Linked DNA regions of Sus scrofa: region 1 is linked to region 2. Evidence: chromatin contacts called from public Hi-C data. All regions are on one chromosome and are shown on one strand. The core of a region is the stretch at or near the end of the contact, and the rest is flanking DNA. Distances in the headings are between cores, read along the strand shown.

Region 1 (4,323 bases), core at 111-2,610, 110 kb after region 2:
TTTGGCTTAATCATTGTCCCATTCTGATGGAGCACAAACAGCTGCCTATCTCGGTGATCAATAGGCTGCCGATGCATGATGTCACCCCCCACTATGTCCATTCGTTGCTGGCAGGTGCCTGGAATTCCTGAGATGGCTCTCCCGCATGCCTGAGGCTCTGGCTGCAGGTCCTTCTCCGTCTGACCCTGGGTGTGCATCTCTGCAGCAGAGAGAAGGCATCCTGCCCTGCTGACCATCACAGACAGGAGGGGGGACCCAAGAGACCCATCCCCGTGCCGTTCCCATCCCTCTCAGCTGTGAGGTTTTGGCAGATTTCTCACTATTCTGAGCCTCCGTTTCTCCACCTCTAAAATGGGTAGGTGATAACCTGACCTCCCAGGTGATCATGGGAAGTATGTGGGGTGCGAGGAAGTGGCTGGTGGGGAGGCTCACGGTCCTCACTGCCAGGAATCCAAACTCAGCTCAGGACTGTAGGTAGGATTGGCCGGCGGGAAGCGGGCAGCACAAAGACATTGATCTACACGGGCGTCTCACAGGAGGAAATGCCATGTGGAAGAAGAGGAGGGAAAATGGGATTGGGCACTGGCACCACATGTGCGCCCTGTGAGGAGGTGCCAGGCAGGTGCCAGGTTACGCCATCCTTGGGGACCAAGGTGTGAAGAGAGTGGTGAGAGCAGCTGTCACTCACCTGCAGAAACATGGCACATGGACCTGGTGAGGGTGGGGGCTTCGGAAAACTGCTCTTGGCATGAATTTCCACCATCCTACGGATGGCACTGGCCAGGCCCCCTCAGTAACCTCAAGGACAAAAGACATAGAAGGGCTGAGGGGTGATAAAAAGCACAGACAGGACCTGTGATGAATGGAGCGAGGTTTTGTGAGCACCTGGGACCCGGAGTTCCAGTCGGACTCCCAGACGCCCCCCAGGGAAGGGGCTGCATGTCCCAGGAGCTGTTGGCTGCCAGACCCACTGAAACTCCGGTGGGTGTTCTTAACACGGGCCTGTTTATCCACAGGGCTGGGGAGACAGGCTCCCGCAGAGGACACACACTCAAGCGAGGGAGGGCAGGGCTCCTGGAAGCCAAGCTGGTCGATCCGGGGCTTCAAGCTGGGAGCCCTACAACCTGCATTCTCCCGACCTGCCCCCTCCCCGACCTGGGCTCAGGGTGAAAGGCACGCCCAGGGGGGCCCCAGTGAAGTCCTTATAAAGTGAAACCTTCTTCGTGAGTCAGTCGGGGCCTGGCCGGCCCAGCTCATTCATTGGAAAGGTATTTTCTTTTCAGCACTCCTCTGCCCTTTCGCTGCCGCGGCAGTGAGGTCACAGCTAGTAAACACTCTGCCTTGCGGTAAATTTCCTGTGAATTTCTGCTTCTGTTTAACTCGCCAAACCTCGAGGGAGGCGGACCGCCTAGAACAGGACAAAGGGCACTGGGCTGAGTCGGAGGCCTGGCTTCTGATGGCAGCCCAGCCCCTTTCTGGCTGCGGGAACTTGGCCAATGAAGTCACATGGGCCTGGGTCCTTCTGTTGACAAAGTGAAGTCACAGCTACTGAAAGGATTCTAAAGACACACATAGCACCACTCGCTAATCCAATCAACAAATATTTATTGAGTGATTAATATGTGCAAACGCTATGCCGAGCACCATGGAAACTGGGGGAAAGGGTATGTGCGTGTGGTGACCCAGTCTGGGGTGTGCAGGTGAGTTTTATGGAAGCAGTGACAACGGGGTGGGAGATGGAAAATACGAGCGGGCATCGCCCAGGCAGAGAGAAGCTGGGAGCAGAGAGAAGCTGGGAGCAGAGCCCCTGCAGAGACGCAGAACTGTGGTTCGTCCTGAGCACTGGAGAAGGTCAGCGCGCCTGGAGCACGGGGGTGAGGGGAGCATGGACATAACGGGGCCACCAAAGGGTGGGAACCAGTACTGAGCCTACAGCCCCCAAGGGCAGCTTCCAGCTGGGTTATTCCAAAAGGCCAGCATTTTCCCCAAAGAGTTCCATGGGCTTTGTGGAGCCGTTGTGAACTATGAATGGGTAGAACTTCATGTGGGGCAAAGTCAGACACTATCAGGGTCCTCGCTGTGACTCACTGGCTTAAGAACCCAACTAGTATGCAGGACGATGCTGGTTCAATCCCTGGTCTCGCTCTGTGGGTTAAGGATCCAGCATTGCAGCAAGCTGCGGTGTAGTTCAAAGATGCAGCTCGGATCCTGCACTGCTGTGGCTGTGGTGTAGGCCGGCGACTGTAGCTCTGATTTGACCCCTAGACTGGAAACTTTCATATGCTGCAGGTTTGGTCCTAAAAAAAAGACAAACAACAACAAAAAGACCCTGACACTCTCATCTTCTCAACGATAGTGTGGAGCAAAGGCAGAGGGTATGGAAAAACTTACAACTGAAAATATTCTATTCCTTAATTTTACTTTTCTGGGTTTTTTTGGGGGGGAGGAGGGGTATATCCATGGCATGTGGAGGTTGCCAGGCTACAGGTCGAACCAGAGCTACAGCAGCTGGCCTACACCACAGCCATAGCAACGCCAGATCTGAGCCGCGTCTGCGACCTACACCACAGCTCAGGGCAACGCTGGATCCTTAACGCACAGAGCAAGGCCAAGGATCGAACCCGAGTCCTCATGGGTACTAGTCAGATTCCTTATGCTGAGCCACGATGGGAACTCCTATTTTTCTATGATTTGAAACAGCACTACCATGGTTTTAGGGATAGAAAATGCCAACCCAATGCCCAGAAGAGCAGTTTCTCCATGGAGTGCCCATGTGAGCCCAGCTAAACTCAGGACTGGCCTTCTACAGACACAGCGTGCAGGGGGCCAGCAGGGCTGGCTAAAGAGGGGCAGGGGACCCTGGGGAGGGGGGCACTGCCAAAGAATAAACTGCACACTGGCAAGGGTTCCCGTCTTTCCATTTTGAGAGCAGAATAAAATCCAGGGCCTGGATCTCGGCAATATTTATCTTATAAAGACGATGCTGCCTAAGAAAACACGGGGAGGTAAGCTCCTTGACATTGGTCTGAGAAAGATTTTTTTTGGATTTGACACCAAACACAAAGCCCATAACAACAAGTAACCCTCCAACTCATAGAAACAGAGAAGAGAAAAGTGGTTGCCCGGGGCTGGGAGGTGAGAAAAATAGAGGTTAATAAAGGGCACAAGTATTCCAGTCTAAGATGAAAAAGGTCTGAGGATCTAATGTGTAACCTGATGGCTACAGTTGATAACACTATATTATATACTCACAATTTAAAAAAAAATTTTTTTAAGGGCTCCACCTGCAGCATATGGAAGTTCCCAGGCTAGGGGTCAAATTGGAGCTGCAGCTGCCAGCCTACACCACAGCTCACAGCAATGCCAGATCCTTAACCCATAGAGAGGGGCCAGGGACCAAACCCACAACCTCATGGTTCCTAGTCAGATTCATTTCTGCTGAGCCCCAGCGGGAACTCCCTATAGACTTGCAATTGGCTAAGAGAGTAAAAGTTAAATGGTCTCACCAAAAAAATTAGATGCGGGTATATATATATATATATATATAATATATATACATATATATATATATATATATAGTAATGGATGTGTTAATTAACTAGATGGGGAAACTTTTCACAGTGGGTGTTTATATTAAATCATCACAATGTACACTTCAATATCTTAATTTTATTTGTAAGTATAATTATATAAAGCTGGAAAAATAGGAATTCCTGTCATGGTGCAGCAGAAACGAATCCAGCTAGGAACCATGAGGTTGTGGGTCCGATCCTTGGCCTCGCTCAGGGGATTAAGGATCTGGCGTTGCCGTGAGCTGTGGTGTAGATCGCAGACGCGGCCTGGATCCCACGCTGTTGTGGCTGTGATGCAGGCCGGCAGCTACAGCTCCGATTGGACCCCTTGCCTGGGAAACTCCATGTGCCACGGATGGGGCCCTAAAAACAAAAAAGGACAAAAGACAATAAATAAATAAATAAATAAATAAATAAATAAATAAAGCTGGAAAAATAGAAAATGCTGAATAGAGGTCTTCTATTGGGCTGCCCTTGACCGTGAGCACCTGTCATCCTGACCCATGGGAATGGCCAAGAAAACCAAGGCCGCCTGCTTCACCATGGTGTCCCCAGGTGGCATTAATCACAGGAAGGCCACCCACCCCCTAAACATCTAAGGAAGGGAAAAGGAAGGCCAGGGAGGGAATGGTGCTTGTTCCACGAATCTCCTGGTGTCTCCTGTTGAAGCTGAAATCCCTTGGTCAACATTCATTAATATTAAGCATTGAACTACCTAGAATTGTTATTGCTTTCTCTAAGATCATAGTGG
Region 2 (4,464 bases), core at 1,077-3,576:
CAATATTCTTTTGTCACGACTAGGGGATGCTATGACCTCTAGTGAGTAGAGCCCAGGATGCTGCTAAATCTCCCACAACACACAGGCAGTCCCTACAACAAAGGACTTTCGGACTCAAATGTTCATACTGCCTACAGTCCGAGGCTGGGAAACTGGGGCATCAGGCCAAGTGCTATATGCAAAGAGGTAACCTGAGCCGGCAGATCTGGTTGCAAAATGCTCTGATTGCAAAATGCTTTTTTCCACTCGGGAGGTTTTGTAATGAAGAGTGAGTCTGGAGGCAGCTTTATATTTGTCTTAACTGGCAGGTAATTTTCCCATCTATAAAATGGTAAGAATACAGTGCTTATCAGCCTAGTGCCAAGCCTATAGTACTTGATTGCTTGGTAACAATTGCTGTTATGAGGTGGTTTTGGTTTTTTGTTTTTGTTTTTTGTCTTTTTAGGGCCACATCCACAGCATATGGAGGTCCCCAGGCTAGGAGTCAAATTGGAGCTGTAGCTGCTGTCCTGCACCACAGCCCCAGCAACTCCAGATCCTTAACCCACTGAGCGAGGCCAGGAATTGAACCTGCATCCTCATGGATGCTGGTCAGATTCATTTCCACTGAGCCATGACAGAAACTCCAGAGTTTTGGGGTGTTTTTTTGTTTTTTCCAGAATATGGATTTCTTTCTACCAGATATTAGAGGATTTTTTGAGTGTTTTGTTTGTTTGTTTGTTTGTTTTGCCTAAGGCTCTCTTCCCCATTAAACTGAAAACTCTTAGAGGGCCCCCATCCACAAGCAAATCCCCTGGGTACCCCTCCCTGCAATGTCTAGCACAGCACTTGCACACGTGGGTAATCAGTAAACACGTGAATCTAGGCAGCTTTCATCTAGGGTCTGAGATGGGTAGTCTCAGAGTCCAGGGAGAGGCCAACAAATGGGATCACGTTGGTGAGCGTGGCCCCTGGTCTTGGTTTGGAAGGGCCCTTCTCTTCCATGTCCCCTTCTCTACCCTGTCTTCCACCTCTCCCCACTCCCAGAGAATACGCTGCCCTGCTGAAACTCATCCATGCCCAGGGCACCACAGCACTATCCCTTGGGACACTGATTAACTCCGAACGGGCATGGCTGAGCCAGCAGGAGAGACAGGGCTGGCCACAGTCCTAGGGGTCGGGCAAACAAAACGCAAACTGGGGGCAGGAGCTGCCCAGCTCTGAAACAGAGACCAGCAGAAACTCGGGTCCAAAAGGGTGCATGCAGCCTCACCAGTCTATGGGCCTCTCTGGGGCAGGATCTGTGCTCTACCCATACCCTCCTCAAGACCAAGGGCAGAAAGGGGCTCTGAGAACAGGTATCACTGAGTGGGCAAGGGTCCAGGAACCCAACTCCACAGCGTGGGGATTTGCAAACCTGGATTTGTAGGGCAGCTCCACTCTGAAACTACACCCGGGTTTCTTCATCTGTAATTTGGAATAACAGCTACCCAGGAGAAGGTTAAACATGAGTGATAATAATGATCGTGGTTAATAGTAACTGGGCACTGCCTAGGTGCCAGGTACTGTTCACTGCACTTTACATGTACTAACGCATTTATTCACCATCACAGTAAGGCACATGCCCCAAGGACCTAGCACAGGTTTGGCATTCTATACACACCCCGTAAGTATTATTGTTCCACCTATCAGGAAAAAAATCCAAAAGGTCTCCTTTTCTTTCTCCCCAACACTTGACTTGAAAAAAAGGAGAAAAAGAAAAGCGAGAAATAGAAATGCTCGTAGACGGAGAAAGGACCCAAAGAAGCCCGAGGATGGGTCCTGAATGTAAGACAGAGGGTGCGGAGCTAAGAAGCGGGGTGTGCTAAAAATAGAGGTGCCCTCAGAGGAAGCCACAAAACTCCGGCCGTGTGCAAATTTCGAAGACCCAATACCAGGAGAAAGAAGAGTGACTGGAGGCTAAACTCTAAGCGAGGGAGCCACAAGAGCACCGAGCTACACCAACACGCTGCAAGACTCAGGAAGGGGATGCCCCTCGATGAAGGAAGGCGACCGCCTTTGGGAGACGGGGAGATCGCAGTGGGAGGAAGGCCTAGGCAGCGGTCGGACGGCACCTGAGGAAGTGTCACCCGCCGGAGGAGAGCCCCTGGGAAAACCGGCAAGGGTCTGGCAAGGAGGGAGTCCCGCACCGGGAGGCGCCCAGCGACCCCACCCCCCACCCCCACCCCGGGACCCTCGGCCATTAGGTGCCGCTAGGGTTTTCCCCAGGCCCGGTGCTCACTCACCCGGCCGCCCTCCAGGGGCGAGCCAACAGGGCACGGCGGAGCGCGGGCAGCGACAGCAGCATCTCGAGCTCAAGGCGCGGCTGCTCGCTGGACCGTTCGCCCCCGGAGCTGAGAGAAGGCGCGGCCCCGCCCGGAGCGCACCACCTCGAACATAGGGGAGAACCTATCACTCCGGCCGTCCTCAAAGTAGAGCTCTACAGAAATATCTCTATATTTACCTTCTACTAACAAAATAATTCTCTTTTCATGGCATTATAAAGAGTATTATATGACAAAGAACAAAATAACTCAAAAGAGAATCCTTGAAATGTTCATATTTCCCCCTCCCCTCTTTATGGTTTGACCCAGCCGGCCTCCAAAAGGGCCGAGGGCCAGAGGGAGTGAGCTCCACCGACCAATCAGAGTGACACATGGGAGCTCCTGGACCAATCAGAGGTGTGGTCATGTTGCAGCCTTCTTAGGCCGGGATAGAGGGGCTGAAACAGCCAATGAAAAAGCGGGAGTGGAGCACGTGTGAGGCGGAGCGGAAGGACCGCGGGTCTGTGGGTCAGGTGCTGCTTGAGTCCCGGCCCCACCACTCTAGCTGCCCTTGATTTGTGGACGATAGACTCTTGACCCTGCAAGGCCACTCTGCAGCCAGCCCCCTGCCTCTACTCAGAGGCTGCAGCCCCTGGAATGAGCCTGCTGTCCCTAGTTCTGGCTTCCTGGCTGGCACCCAGCCGCCCTCTCTCTCCATCTCCGGGCCTGTAGCGGGGCCACCCAAAAAGCTTCCTGTGGCCTAAAGCTTAGATAAATCGGCCTGCTTCGTTGCAGATTACGATCAAAAGAAGATAAAACCCGAGCCATCCTATGCTCAGGCTGTCCTTCAAAGCCTTTATTTTTGCAACCTAGAGCACAATTTCAATTTTTCTCTTGGAGAAGTTGTTTGCCTGATGAACGTTATTTATTTATTCACTTAGGTCTTTTTTATGGCTACACTCGCGGCATGTGGAAGTTCCCTGGCTAGGGGTCTAATCAGAGCTGCAGCTGCCGGCCTACTACCCCACAGCCACAGCAACGTGGGATCGGAGCTGCACCTACGACCTGCACCACTGCTCACAGCAACGCTGGATCCTTAACCCACTGAGCGAGGCCAGGGATCCAATCTGCATCCTCATGGATACTGGTCGGGCTCCTTACCGCTGAGCCACAACGGGAACTTCCGTGATGAACGTTATTTAATACTGGGATTCTGAAGTCTTCCTGAGGACAGAATCTTAAGGGCGCATTCTATTCCTAAAGTGCTGTTATGGTTTTTCTAATGCATTCTTCTAATGTATCTGTTTAAATGTTTTCCAGCAGAGTGTACCCAGAACCCGCTGAGGAGTCATTAGAGTTCCAAAGCTCATGGTAGTTTATCCCTGTCATTGGCAAAAGACATAACCTTACTGAGCCTGTTTCCATGTCTATAAAATGGGGGTAATAATATCCACCTTAGGATGCCCTCATTATTTCATGCTACTCCTCTTTCTTCAGAAAGTCACACTCTTTCAGGCACTTTGGGGAACTTAGAGTGGGGAAGGGGAAAAAGAAAGAACAATCGTCCCTCAGTGTCCGTGGGAGACTGGTTCCAGGAAATCCAGCTTTGCTGGAGTCACTTACAGAAAAGGGCACAGTACAGTCAGCCCTCCCTATCTGAGGATGCGAAACTTGCAGATTCATAGAACCAACTATACAACAAGTGCAAGTCTTAGCAATGGTAAAAGTAAATCGGGATTGGTGGTGGCCGTTTTTCTTCACCCTTAAAGAAAACCCTAGTCATGGAGCCCAGATCACACAGGCCAATGTCTCCCTGAATTCAGGCATTAGCAAGAAGAAACTAGAACATTGGATGGTGTCAAATCCAGGGCCTGGGAGGTGGCCTTTCAAGGACACTGTGAGGAGGTTTAAGAAATGGGGTCAATGTGATTAATAGGACCTCAATTCCAAACCAGCCTGTGCCAGTTATTCAGTCTGTGATCTCTGTGGCTCACTCGTCCTCCTCGGTAAGATGCGCAAGATAATTCCTGCTTTAACTACTTCCAAAGATTTCGTTGTGAGGTGCAACTATAACAGGTGATATGACATTTCTGCATTTGATCACTAATTGGCTAATTACTGTTTTACAGTTTTTATGTGGCCCTCTGTCTTGTCCCTCCCTCATTGCCACTTTAACCCTTAT

Evidence for each region. A called contact is a pair of places that touch in the nucleus more often than the background predicts.
Region 1: a contact with region 2 is called in a Hi-C map of liver, with 2.2 times the contacts expected there. The contact joins the enhancer-like site here to the promoter of ALDH4A1 in region 2. A contact is called at or near these places in 7 of 47 Hi-C or Micro-C datasets (embryonic fibroblasts, liver, retroperitoneal adipose tissue and 2 more) and 2 of 2 datasets of contacts at active chromatin or transcription factors (alveolar macrophages and skeletal muscle).

What each region holds. Positions count from the first base shown.
Region 1 is chr6:77,510,866-77,515,188 of Sscrofa11.1, forward strand. No RefSeq gene overlaps it. Among named protein-coding and RNA genes, the nearest start is that of IFFO2, 55 kb to the left of the region's middle. Within about 2 kb of position 1,361, at least 50 of the 83 cell types and tissues checked have an H3K27ac peak or open chromatin away from gene starts, as enhancers often do. A contact at or near this core is called in alveolar macrophages, embryonic fibroblasts, liver and 3 more, where this site is marked.
Region 2 is chr6:77,401,689-77,406,152 of Sscrofa11.1, forward strand. ALDH4A1 (aldehyde dehydrogenase 4 family member A1) reads right to left here and starts at 2,327. Exons shown (of 16, transcript NM_001252213.1): 1 at 2,265-2,327. The coding sequence starts at 2,326.